2 separate regions of the Mus musculus genome follow, and region 1 is linked to region 2. A link is a contact called in public promoter capture Hi-C data. All regions are on one chromosome and are shown on one strand. Each heading gives the region's core, a stretch centred on a gene start, on an enhancer-like site or on the middle of the called end of the contact. The rest is flanking DNA. Distances are from core to core; before and after follow the strand shown.

Region 1 (2,700 bases), core at 145-2,644, 550 kb before region 2:
GGCCAGAATAACCTGACACACACAGTGTCCCGTGTCTTTTCCTTAAGACACCATAATTTTAATTACCTATGTGGTGTCTCTTCCCTCTTTTAATCTGTAAGCTGAATGAAAGCAGGAACTCTCTTTTGCTTTCTGGGTGTTAGCACCAAGGACAGTGTGTCATACCATACACCTATTTGCTGAGAGTGAGTGAGTGAATGAATGAATGTCCTTCTAGGTAACACGTGCTCATTTCTCAAGGATCCAGGTCAGGTGCGTGTCTTCCAGGTGGGATGCAGCTGAACCAGATTCTTTTGGGGATCTTTATGTCCGGCTTGGGATCCAACATGGTTTGTATTTCCTAGGTGCTTGTCAGATTACAATGGATTCTTAGCCACAAGTCAGTAACTGTACAAGATGAGTGATGGACATAGGGAGTTTTGTTACACTGCTCCACTTTTGCACATAAGTGCAAATGTCTATAACAAAAATTTAAAACATTCATATTTACCCAGGGATAAATGAAAGTATATTCAAAGTACTTTGGAGTACTTGCTTTGAACAAGCCAGAGATTGATAAAGTGACCCTGCATTAAGAGTATGTGTGTGTGTGTGTGTGTGTGTGTGTGTACTTTTCCACGTCAGGGAAATTCTTTAGAAGATGAACATAAGATGAAATAACAAATTTAGATTTGGGCACTGTTAGACTTAGATGCATCTCCAATCAGTTTTTCAGTATGTTCAGAGCCCACCGAGCCCACAGCTCAGGGGACAATGCTTTTGGGGTTTCTGCCCCTCTTTGCCCTTGATGTCAGGGATCTGACCATTAAGATTTGCCTCATTGTCTATCCAGGGCCTGCAGTGAACAGGAAAATAGCCAAGTACAGCATTTCTGTTTAATTTCCACTCAGTTCTCCATTTGGTCCTTTCCTAGAGTTAATTTCTACCCTGGAGTGCAGTGGGGGGGGGGGAGGCGGGGTGGGGGACGCTGTGTCATAGCTTTATATTCAGAGGCACGGGTAGAGTGTAAGAAATATCTCAGTTCTGGTTTAGTTTAACCACTTACTCTGTTACTGAGGGCAAGTCGTGTTACCCTTCAGAATGTCAGCACCTGCCTCTCAAATCCCGAGAACAACAATTGTGGGAATTGCACAGCGCTGGTTTGAGGATGAATGCAAGCAAATGGTTGAACATAGAGCCTGGTACAGAGTAAGCGGTCAATAAATACGCGCTATTATTATCCACAGGACGTCAGGGAGTGCTACCACAAGAGCCAGAGAGCAGCCGGCTGCCAGCCTCTTGAGGCGCAGCCACGGTCCCAGCACCCGTGTCTCTCTCCACCCTCCTCCTTCCCCCCTCCCTAGCGGATCAGACTCCGTGCTCTAGGCGCGTCTCCCGGCGTCGGTGCAGGACCGACGCGGAGGTGAGTCCACGGTGGCATGGAAGGGGAGAGCTGGGCAGGGTCCTGGGAGTTGGGTGCAGCCGTGCGGGGATAGACAGGAGGCCTGGGACGCAGGGCTTGCGAGGGTCAAGGGTCTGCAGGGTGCGGCTGGGGCAGCTGCAGCCAGTGCGGCTCGCACTCGCTCGCGCGCCCCGCCCCGGCCAAGATGGCGCCCCTCCCCCTCCCGTGCGCGGCTCCGCCGCTCGGGGCGCGGCCTCGCGGCCTGCGCGCTCCTGGGCGGGGGATGTTGTGATGGAGAAGCTGCGGTGTTGCGGGAGCCTTGCAGCTTGAGCTACCTTCGCCACCTGGGCCTGGGGCCTCGCCGCGCAGGTAGGTGCTGCTCCGTCTCCAGCCCAGCCCCGGGAGCAGGATCCCCAGCCTCAGCAGCCCTTAACCCTTGCAGCCTCTTCTTCTCAGAAGTCCAGGTCTCCAAGCCAGGCCTGATTACCCCCCACCCAACTCCCTTCGCCGCCTTCCTACCGCGGGCCTGCAAAATCACCCTCCGCAGGATCACTTTGGTCCTAACACCGACCGCTCCCCAAAGCTTTGCTTCTTGATCCTCTAGGATGCCCGGCGGGGGCGGGGAGGAGGGGGTGAGCGGGGGGGGGGGGGGGAGAGCGAGGGGCGATAGAAGAGTGGGGGAGGGGACGTCTAATGCTGGGAAGGGGACTTGGATCCGGGTAGGAGCCAGGCCGTGCGATTCCAGACTAGAGCCCCAGGCTTGGGATCTGTCAAGCTGCATTCTGTTGTCCTCAGCGACCGAGGGGTGTGCCCTGGGACCGGCGGGGTTCCCATCTCAGCCTGACAGAGAGGCCTAGCAGCGACTAGAGTGCTCCTTAGGAGCAGTTTTCCCTCTCCAATTCAGATGTTATTTCCAGCCTCTTCCGAGTCCTGTTTGTAGGTTGCATTCTGAGCCCCTAATTTCCCATTCATTTTAAAAATCCACTCCATTCTGTCTCTGACATCCACCGAAGCTTCTGAGCAAGGTCACTGGAGCCCTCCTTGTAACTCCAATGGACACTTGGCGGCTGTGAGCCCATTACCACTGAGTATGTGTCAGTCTCCTTGAAGCATTTTTTTTCCTGGTTTTCCTCCTAGGCACTGTCTATTGCTTTGAAGTGTTCTCTTGTCTCGTCTCTGCATATGTGATGCTATTCTGGCCTGAGCTGCGTTCTTTCACTCTGACCTTTTCCCTTGACCATTTCTTGCATGTCTAACTCTTTAAATTTCATATATAAGCTGCTGAGTCCCAAATTTATTTGTCTGGCCCAGACCACTGC
Region 2 (2,700 bases), core at 61-2,560:
ACTGAGAGCCTGTCTCTTACATGAGTCTGAACTCTAAACCCATTTATATAATGGAAATAATCTGTCTAGGTTCTTTTTATGCTAACTTTACTTTTTCATCATTGATGACCACACAGGAAGTAGGGAAGAAGCCAGGAATTTGAAAGCAGAAGGCTCCTCTAGTAGTTCGCAAGAGTGAAGATTTGGACTTTGTCATTGTTTATTCCTCAGAATGTAGAGCTGCTTTCTGATCCACTGTTACATTGTTTTTATTTTGGATTGAATTTTTGGATTTCATGTCATTTATATCTGTGAAGCCTCCTGTATCATAAATATTGTAATCACTACAAGAAGGGCATCATCTGTGATCAATCTCCTTAAACAAAAAGATTCTTCACCCTCTGCTGGATCTGCTTGGTCCTGATTCCATAAATGACTGGGTTGAGGGCAGGAGGGATGACTACATAGAGATTAGCCAGGAGGATATGAATATACTGAGGGATGTTGTGACCAAAGCGGTGAGTAAGGAAGGAGAAAAGAGCTGGGCCAAAGAAGGCTAAGATGACACAGATATGGGAGCTACACGTATTAAGAGCCTTTAGGCGAGCATCTTGAGAAGGAAGATGAAAGACGGCATATAAGATCCTAGCATAGGAAACGATAATAAGAAACACATCCAGAAACAAAATTGAAATATTCCCAAGACCAAAGTAGATATTGGCTCTGATGCTGGCACAGGCTAGTCGCGCCACGCCCATGTGCTCACAGTAGGTATGTGGGATAATTCTATGTCCACAGTAAGGCAGCCTCAGGAGGAGAAAAATTATGGGGACAATCATACACAGGCTTCGTATAACCACGAGGACAGCAATCACAACGATGATTCTGTTGGTGAGGATTGTGGTGTACCTGAGAGGGTTGCAAATAGCCACATAGCGATCAAAGCCCATGGCGAGGAGTACGATGCTCTCCATGACTGTGAAAAAATGGATAAAAAAGACTTGAGCAACACAGCACGCAAAGCACAGCTCCTGGAGGCTGAACCAGAAGATGCCCAACATCTTGGGGATGGTAGCAGTAGAGAGACTTAAGTCAATCACAGACAGCATAGCCAGAAAGTAGAACATGGGTTGATGAAAGGTCCTGTCAGTCCATATAACAAACAGAATGATGAGGTTTCCAACAAGAGCGGTCAGATACACGACACAGAAGGGAAAACCAAGCCAGAACTGTGTAGCTTCCAGCCCCGGAATCCCCAGCAACAGGAAAGAAAGAGGGTGAGCCTCAGTGATATTACTGGGGGCATTCTGTAGTAGGTTGATGTTGGGCATGGTTTAAAGGCGATTGCTAGCTTCTATGGGGCAGTTCATCCAGGCTTTCTGAGATCTATAAAAATTTGAAGAGTCTTCAAACAAAGTGTTGATATTAAAAATATATCTTTCCCAATGCCTTTGATTCTTTCCCTTTTCTTTAACTCTGAGTGAATTATCCAAGTGATATTTTTCACCTACACTAAAAATGTGAGAAGCTGAGCTGCGCTGCCTTTAAAACTAGTGTTCACAGTAAGGAAGGAAGTGAACTCCCCTCTTTTCAGGGGCTATATATGAGAGGAGATAAAAACTGATAAGTATTATAATAATAATAGATGTCATTAGTTTGATATCTACTACTGAAAAACATTGCATCTCTCCTTATTACCTATGTTGTATCATAAAGTTACAATTTGTTGACAAGCAGTCTCCTGCATCTGGTTTCATGGAGAAGTGTTTTAGTAAGTTCCTGCTATTTCTCATGCCAATAAACATAAGGGCCAAGATTTCTGAAAATTTAAAATTAAAGATTTGGCATAGTTAAAATCTTTCTTTGTAAATTTGTTATTAGAAACAGTATAAAGAGAGAGGGGGATGAAATGGGTCTGAAGAAGAATAGATTACACACAATTTCCTCAAAGGAAAAGAAATGTGCATGATTTAGATTACTATATTTTTTAATAAAGCCATGAGAAGTATAACAGTGTGTTTAGTGCTCAAAAAGTGAATAAATTAAAGAGTAGAAAAAGACAGAGGTGCCAAATAGAGAGTTACAAGCAGACCCACATGTCTCATTGGATCTGGTTATTTAAAAACAAAGTAGTCTTGGATAAGAATTTAGGATGGGCAGCAAAAGTAAAGGGATGTCCTTAAAACATCTTCCCCCTGTGAAGCTTCTTTATAAGAAAGAACCTGCTGACTTTTAGTTTAAAATACATAGCATCAAATCATGGAGCTAAAGGGCAGAGTTTTAGGCCACAGAACTCATCTAACCTTACTTCTGACATCGTCAGTCTCAACTCTCCCAAACTATCTTTACCTCAAGAATGTACTAGGTGGACTCATAAAAATCACCCAAAGTTACTAGACTCGTGCATACAGTTTCTTACAGGGAAAAGCTGTGGATTGCACTTAGACGCAGGCTGAGGAAAGCCTGTGAGGTTTACAAATGTGAGACATCCACTGCCCTCTCGTGGAGCTGGGATGCACTATGCTGACATTGTGTGACAGTGAGCATGGAGGCACATTACCCTCTAAGGAAGCTTCCCCAGGCATTTTTATTGTGGCCTCATTCCATGAGCATGACTGCTTGCTTACTCCATGGCAACGTGGCATTTGCTACTCTCCATGTTGACTTGTGCCACTTTATCAAAGTATTCTTCACACAGTTCCTGGACAGTTTTCTTTAAGA

What was found. Promoter capture Hi-C pulls out the DNA fragments that hold promoters and counts their contacts.
Region 1: a promoter capture Hi-C map of stem cell-derived epiblast-like cells shows a contact between it and region 2, with 2.6 times the contacts expected there. The contact joins the promoter of Apbb1 here to the promoter of Olfr676 in region 2. A contact is called at or near these places in 2 of 39 promoter capture datasets (frontonasal cranial neural crest and stem cell-derived epiblast-like cells).

The regions. Positions count from the first base shown.
Region 1 is chr7:105,580,185-105,582,884 of GRCm38.p6, reverse strand. It overlaps Apbb1 (amyloid beta (A4) precursor protein-binding, family B, member 1), which reads left to right and starts at 1,394. Exons shown (of 15, transcript NM_001253885.1): 1 at 1,394-1,750.
Region 2 is chr7:105,033,810-105,036,509 of GRCm38.p6, reverse strand. Olfr676 (olfactory receptor 676) reads right to left here and starts at 1,310. Exons shown (of 1, transcript NM_147095.1): 1 at 357-1,310. The coding sequence starts at 1,310. The coding sequence ends at 357.